Linked DNA regions of Oryzias latipes: region 2 is linked to region 1. A link is a contact called in public Hi-C data. All regions are on one chromosome and are shown on one strand. The core of a region is the stretch at or near the end of the contact, and the rest is flanking DNA. Distances in the headings are between cores, read along the strand shown.

Region 1 (3,549 bases), core at 887-3,386:
TTTAAAACAAGAAATAAATCATAGGAAAAGTAAGAGAGAATCAATCTAAATAGACTGAAGTCAGATCCATCTTAGGGCATTTTTACTTTCAATTTTAACAAAAAAATAAAATAAAACAAGATCATGTATAAAGTACATATTTATAATTATCATATTATTGTATAGGAATAGTACCTTTTTGTCTTGAACAAAAACACTCAACTTTATGTACTTAAAAGTAAATAATGTCATTTCATTTTTTTAACCAATAAAACACGGAAAGCTCAATAATTCTCCGACAGAGTTACAAAAATACCAAAAAGTTGTCTTAATTTCATTTTTGCTTAATGTGGAAAATATGGCCTTCAACAAATATTTTGGTGATCTGCAGTGCCCCCTAGTGGACAGATGAAACAAGTGCAGTACAGAAAAATTGTGTTGTATTATTTTCTATGACCAAAATGGCTTTAATAAAAAATAAGAGTTAAAAATGTTTTATGTACTTGTGCTTTTTATATTCTTTACATTTGTACTTAATGAATGTAATTTAAATATTTTTTATTTCCACGTTTCTCTGTTCATTCGTCTCTGCATGGGCTGTCATTTTCCTCTATATTCATACTGTATTACTTTCGAATCAGTCCATCTGGTCACAACCCACATCCTCTGGGATTCTATCCTTTGACTTCATCGAACGATTTTATATCTTTTTTTTAAATAAATAAAATGTAACAGATCAAAGTATTTTTCCATTTTTTTCTTTTCTTGCTATTTTATTTAAAGAAATCGTTTTGCTTCTGTTACTGTGTGTGTTTGAAGTAATGTAAGCGTTGTTTTCCGCAGATAAACTGCCGTCTCTGCAGCAGCACAACAGGAGCTCCAAGCTGGCGCTGCCGCTGTTACGGCAGGAAAGCGATCAAGACTCCACCACCGACGAAGACGAGGGTAAAGAGCAGGAAATGGTGCTAAACTGACGTCCCAACACGGAATCCTTCAGTTTTTACCTGCAGGTCTGAACACCAGAACATTCCGTCAGATGACGTCAGGAAACTGTTTCCTTCATCGACCTGCCTCTCAGGGACCCCCCCTTCTCAACACAGCATCCACTGTGGTTTACAAAGGGGGGGCCTTTTGGTACGAATGACGCGTGTTTGACAGTTAGAATATCTAAAACTCTTTGATTTAGTTTAATCTGAAAACTGTCCCAGGATGGGGAAAGACCCAGCTCTAAGACATTAGAGAAAAAGTTATACATGAAATACATTTGGATTCGTTTTTTTAGTTTTGCAGCCGGATTTGCAATCCTTTTTTAGGTTTGATAATTATTGATATTTAAATTTGTAAAACAGAGTGGTTGATCTGCAACACCATCAGTAAATCTGGAAATATGACAAACTTTGGTAAAGGACTTCCTGAATCAACGGGACTCAGTTTGAAGACTTATCTCCAAACTTACATGTTAACAGACGATCTGGTGATGTGTGAAATGTTTGTTAGCTTTGTGTCAGAGTAAAGCAGAAACATTCCTTTACTGCGTGTAACTGAAAGACCTTAAACATTTTCATTTAAAGACCTTCAAGTGCCTTATTTGCTGCTATCAAAACCATTTCTAAATACTGTTCAGAGGACATGAAAGGTTTTCTAAAGTTAATCACTAAGCTGGTATAATTTAATATTCAATCGTGATTTCGTTTTTTTTTTTTTTTTTTTAAGGAGTATGAGAAATAAAGAGATGAAAAGCTGAAGTGTCCTGACTTCTTTCTCCACACAAACTCTAATTTAAAAGCAGATTAAATCCATTAAGGTGTTACATTCTTCCCTAGATGCTAGACTTTCCTGAGGACTATTCTGACATTGTAAAAGTGAACCATCCCAAAAGGTAAAATTGCTTCTTTTGGAGAAAAAAAATAAACAGTTGAAATAAATAATCTGAGCAGTCGTTCAGTCAGAGAATGTGGAACTAAGATGTTGTTGATCCTGAAAACCTCTGCAGGTTCATGTGGGAGGAGAGAATGCATCAAGGCTCAACATATCAGGTTCACAGACTGAGTTACTATGGCAACTGATTGAATAAATACTGATGAATTTAAAATGAGAGATTGAGATAAAAATCCCATGTTTTTGACAGAATTTTTTTTTCTTTTTAACCGGACAGCCATGGTGCCTAAAAGCCAGACACAGGTCGAATTGGGTAATTGAAACAGGAATTTACAAACCCTTAAAAACACAAAATTATATTATTTTGTAAAGTTTTTTTTTGTATTGGCATCAAAATAACCTGCTAACTACATCAATTATGGTGTCCTTACCCAACCTGATATTAATGCTGTTCCTAACAACAATAAAAGTTTGTTAGTATTAAAAGTATTTCAGTAAGAGTCGGCTGAAGGGGCTGCGTGTGGATTTATGCTTGAAATCCCCAGAAACTCCTGCAGTGCCTTTGAAACAACAGTACCGATATGCGCCACATGAGGGCGCACTGCTCAAAATTCCTTTAACTTGTCCACTTCAATATAAAAGCGGGGCCTTTTATTTATAATAAAACTAAAAGAAAGTAAAGAAAAAATAAATATTACATTTGGAAAAAATATATATTTCAGCGTTTTACTGCATTAGTACATGTAAATGTGATGCCTCTTCTTCACAGACGTGTGTCGTCAAGCACTGTTGTGTTATTTTGAAATAACCGGAAATGAACCGGAAGCCGTCCTGTTGGTCTGCCGCGCGTGCTTCATCCGTTCTAGCTTGAGCAGCAGGATGGATGACACAGACGTTTGGCCAGAAATAGAAAAAGCAGCGACAGAGAAGAGGCGTGAACTGGTTCTTCACGGCCCCGCCATAGACGAGAGGGTCTCCTCCAACCAGGGACTCGACGCCTCCATCTACTCCTTAAAGCTGCTCAATTACCTGGAGGTTAGCCAGTGTCCGAGCTTGACGGAGATCCACGCGGACATCCAACTCCTGACGAACCTCCAGAGCCTCATCCTGTGCAGAAACAAGCTCGCCTCCATCCCGCACGTCATCGGCCGCCTCAAGGCTCTGAAGGTCCTGGACGTTTCGGTCAACAACCTCACGGCGGTACCGGAGGAGATCACCCAGCTGCCGGAGCTGAGGACTCTGAACGCCAGCTGCAACAGCCTGGAGCTTCTGCCGGATGGACTCAGCCGATGCTCTAAACTCTCCACCATCAACGTCTCCAAGAACCGCCTCACAGCCTTCCCCCCGGACCTCTTCTCCAGGGACCTGGAACTGCTCAGCTCCTTGGTGGCTTCTGATAACTGCATCCAGGAGCTCAGTGGAGACATTCATCAGCTCGCTGCTCTGAAGGTCTGCTCAGCTTCTGCTCAGCTTCTCACCTGACATCTTCTCCGTGTTCTCCAGACGGCTGGCGTCTTCTCCAGACATCTGGCGTCTTCTCCAGACACCTGACGTCTTTGTCAGACACCTCAAGTCTTCTCCAGACATCTGGGGTCTTATCCAGACATCTGGAGTGTTCTCCAGACATCTGACGTCTTTTGCAGACACCTGACGTCTTCGTCAGACACCTCAAGTCTTCTTCAGACACCTGAC
Region 2 (3,720 bases), core at 373-2,872, 220 kb after region 1:
GAGGTGAACGACCGTTCCTCACCGGGGGATGCGCTCCCTACCCCGGTCTCCGTGCCCACAGACAGTCGGTCCTTGTCTTTCTCTGCGCACCAGCTGGTGGACTTGGCGACTCGCTGGTTCGCTGCATCCGCCAGCCAGCCTTCCCTGGGCGGCTTGTCGCCCTCCGCTCCGCCGCCCCGGCTGCTCCTTGACTCGGCGTCGCTGCTCATCGCGTCCGTGGAGAGCTTGTTCTCCTCCGAGGCGCAGTCCGACAGCTCGGAGCTGCTGTCGGTCGGGGAGAGCTTCCCGGGCGCGCAGCCAGAGTCCTTGGATAAATCCTCGGACCCTGTGCTGGCGTCAGACACCTTTCTCCGCCCCCCGCTGCTTTTAGCCGTCTTGGATGCCGAGGTCCTGGACACCCCACCGGAGGATTTACTGGTTGTTTTGCCGCCACCCCTCTCAGCCTTCCCGTCCTTCGCAGCGAGGCTCCCCACCGGACTGCGCCTGGAAATGCGGCTTCCCAAGTGGATCATGGCTCCGGGCTTCACGCTCAGAGTCGGGGTCCCGATGCCCCCGCGGATCTTCGTGAACGACCACCCCGGTACATCCTTCGGTCTGGCCGGGGACGGAGCCCGGTGGATCTTTTTCTTCTCGCCTGGAGGCAGCACGGGCGCCGCAGCCGGGAGCCCGGTGGAGTCAGGGCGGTCGCTCTTTCCGCCGTCCGAGCTCTCCGTCCCGCCTCCGCTGTCCATCTTCTGCCGGAGATGGAGTCTCCGTTCCTTTGGCGAGGCGATGGCGAGGCGGGTCGGAGAGTTCTGAACATCAACCTCCTTTGTTTTTGTCATTCATTCCGTTTGGTACCACCCGATAACGGCGAAACGGCAGCCCCTATTCGCTGAAATAGGCGGCAGAAGTTGGAGACGGAACTGCGAGGCGCACAAAGAGGAGACGTCCGGCGCTAATGGAAGCGCGCGCGGCGCAACAGGACCAGCCGGAAGTTCCAAACCTGCAAAACATTCAACGGTTCCGATGCAGCTTTCTCCTGGATGTGCAGTGGATTTAGAGGGAATCCCGCCTCTTGTCTTTGTTGTTCGGATTCTGCATGAACTGCATTGACTGGCCGCTGTTGTTTCCCCTGCCAGGTCTGAGCGAGAAGAAGCGCCGAGGCGCTGTTGTGGCTGTGTGGTCACTATCTCTCCCCTCCTCTCTCCGCCCAGATACTGGGATGGAGCTGTGGAGTAGCGGACTCCTCTGCTTTCTGCAGTTTTCTGTCTCCGCCACTGCAGAGTTTACAGGAAAAAATGTGCAACAAAGCAGAACATGACACATGACATTCAAATGACCCACTAAAGTCTCCATTAAACTCCAAAAAAATCTAAACGTAGTATAAAGCAAAAAGAAGCAAAAGTAAAAATATAAAGTACACTGATAGGCCTACATGTAAACAATAATTTTTGTGTATTTTGGAAACAAAAATGCCCAAATGTCATTTCTTGTATCGAAATAATTATCATGTATTTTTAAATGTCATTTTTTTACTTATTATAAAGTATATAAATTTTTGGTTTTAATGAAACATTTTATTAGTGGCAAATTAATTAGTTATTTCTGGTTTTTAATGACTAATTGATGCACTTTTTTATTTATTAGCTCTAAATTATTCAGTTGTAATGTTGTGTTTTTAATGACCAAATGATGCATGTTTTATTATTTATTCATTCTGAATTTTTTTTCTTTTTACGACTGAATAATGCACTGTTTATCACTTGCAATTAATAAATTCTGATGCGGACCTAAGTGCACTTTTACATTTAAAATATATTTGTATGATCGCAGCAACGCAATCTTTATTTGTTAAGAACCACCTAAGGTTGTTTGTCGTAATGACTGTTCCAAATTTCTAATAAAAAAACAACCACACTGAAAAATGCAATGTCAATCCAAGACAAACGTCTGCAGCTGCTGGTTAACTGAACAGTTTACAGTGAATTTAATGAGTCATCATCACTGCATTTGTGCAAACAGAAACCCAGAAGGTGAGGCAACCTCCATTGGAACTAGATGCATCATCCTGCAATGCACTTACCGGTTTTTGAAGTTCTCATGCTAAAAATGTGCCAACACATGCCACTGAGAAATTTAACCCAATCCTGGGACAGTGAAACACAATGGGTAACTAATTTCCCTAAAAATGAGAAATAATGTCCTATAAACAGTCCTTGATTGCATTAATAAGCTTTGGAATGCATGAAGGTTTTTTGTTCTTCACACCACTGTGACCCAAAAAGCCTCTGAGAAATCTAAAGATTGATTTCTATGTGTTTTCTTCTCCATGACTTGATATCAACCACTAAAAAGTCATCCACCAGATTAGACAGCTTGTTTAATGAAAGGCTTTTTTTGGTTTGCAATGGATTTTTCTTTTTAGCTCCTGTCTAGCTGACCATCATTTAATCAGTGCTGTCTTTACAAATGGTGCCTGTTTGGTGTTATCCTGAACCCAACTCTATGAATGATTCATGAGTCAGCAAAACTGCAGTGTTTACCAATCAGACTAAAGGACATTATTTATTCAGTAGAGGAGGGAATTTGATTTTAGTGAAGGAGAATTATAATAAGAAAGGTGATGATGAAAGTAGTGCAAGTCCTTTAAGTTTAAGACATCAGAAGTTTATATGACGCAACTCTTTATGAGATGGGATGAGAGCCCTGTCTGTGATCAAGAGCACAGTTTTGCATTTGCCATTGTTGTTTGATCCCATCTCTATTCATCTGTCTGTCATGTATGATCATTATCATGAGCGTATCTTTTCCTTTTGAGCAGGAGAGCTCCATTTTAAAGGCAACACAGTCCAGTGGAAACCGAAAGGTTCCTTTTTCCAAAACGTCTTTTGCTAATGTAAAAAACAAACTAAGTCTTGGTTTTACCAGCAGCAGCGCTGTATACGTACAGCATGTTTTAATGGGTTGATCTAACGTGTGTTTTTTATTCCTTTTGATGTGTCTCCGTGTTAGGATATGGGCATGAAGCAATTTTTTTGTAGTATGTCTATGTTTTTATGTCGGTCCATATTCAATAAATAAATTCAATTCAGTCCTTTCCATTCATCTTTGCAATCTACAAAATAACACTTTAAAATTATTATTTTTAGAATCAACCTGAGACACTAATTCAAAAGTTTTTTTTTACCTCTTAATTGTTGCAAACTTAAAACATACATTATCCATGCTGGGTCCTGTTTTAAAGGACTCTGCATTTGGAGGAAAACATAATTCTTTTTGGTGTTTTTATTTTGTTTTGATATACGGATTGTAGAAGCATAAACTTTTAAATTAGTTATGAATGAGCAGCCATTGTGTTAGTAGCAATAGGAATTAAAGTAATAATTAAAGAGAGTTTAAACAAAGAAACAATATTGCCCCACACATAATTGCCAAATAACACCAAATGAGGCACACCATCATTAAACTCTATTCAGAGAAAGTAACTGTAAGTTACATCAACCTGATGGAGGAGAATATCCAGCCATTCAACAATCAAACACTCACACTGCAGGCGCCAATGGTCTGATCTGCCAATCTTTAAACATAATTGGTTTAAAAAGAAGATACCATGAAAAAAGGTCTCATCCAAACACATATCAGCATTTTAAATTTGCTAAAATAAAAATATTTGCAGAAATGTTTTCTCATCAGGAAGCGGGTACATTTTCCTCATTTCTTTGTTTAGAAAATGTTTGT

Evidence for each region. Hi-C and Micro-C count contacts between places; a contact is called where the count stands out from the background.
Region 2: a contact with region 1 is called in a Hi-C map of embryo, with 2.1 times the contacts expected there. The contact joins the promoter of soga1 here to the promoter of lrrc47 in region 1. A contact is called at or near these places in 2 of 5 Hi-C or Micro-C datasets (embryo and fibroblasts).

The regions. Positions count from the first base shown.
Region 1 is chr7:5,832,475-5,836,023 of ASM223467v1, forward strand. It overlaps lrrc47 (leucine-rich repeat-containing protein 47), which reads left to right and starts at 2,137. Exons shown (of 8, transcript XM_004070315.4): 1 at 2,137-2,170; 2 at 2,627-3,306. The coding sequence starts at 2,137. It overlaps slc35c2 (solute carrier family 35 member C2), which reads left to right. Exons shown (of 9, transcript XM_020704468.2): 9 at 823-1,724. The coding sequence ends at 948.
Region 2 is chr7:6,057,243-6,060,962 of ASM223467v1, forward strand. It overlaps soga1 (protein SOGA1), which reads right to left and starts at 1,623. Exons shown (of 24, transcript XM_023956415.1): 1 at 1-1,623. The coding sequence starts at 824.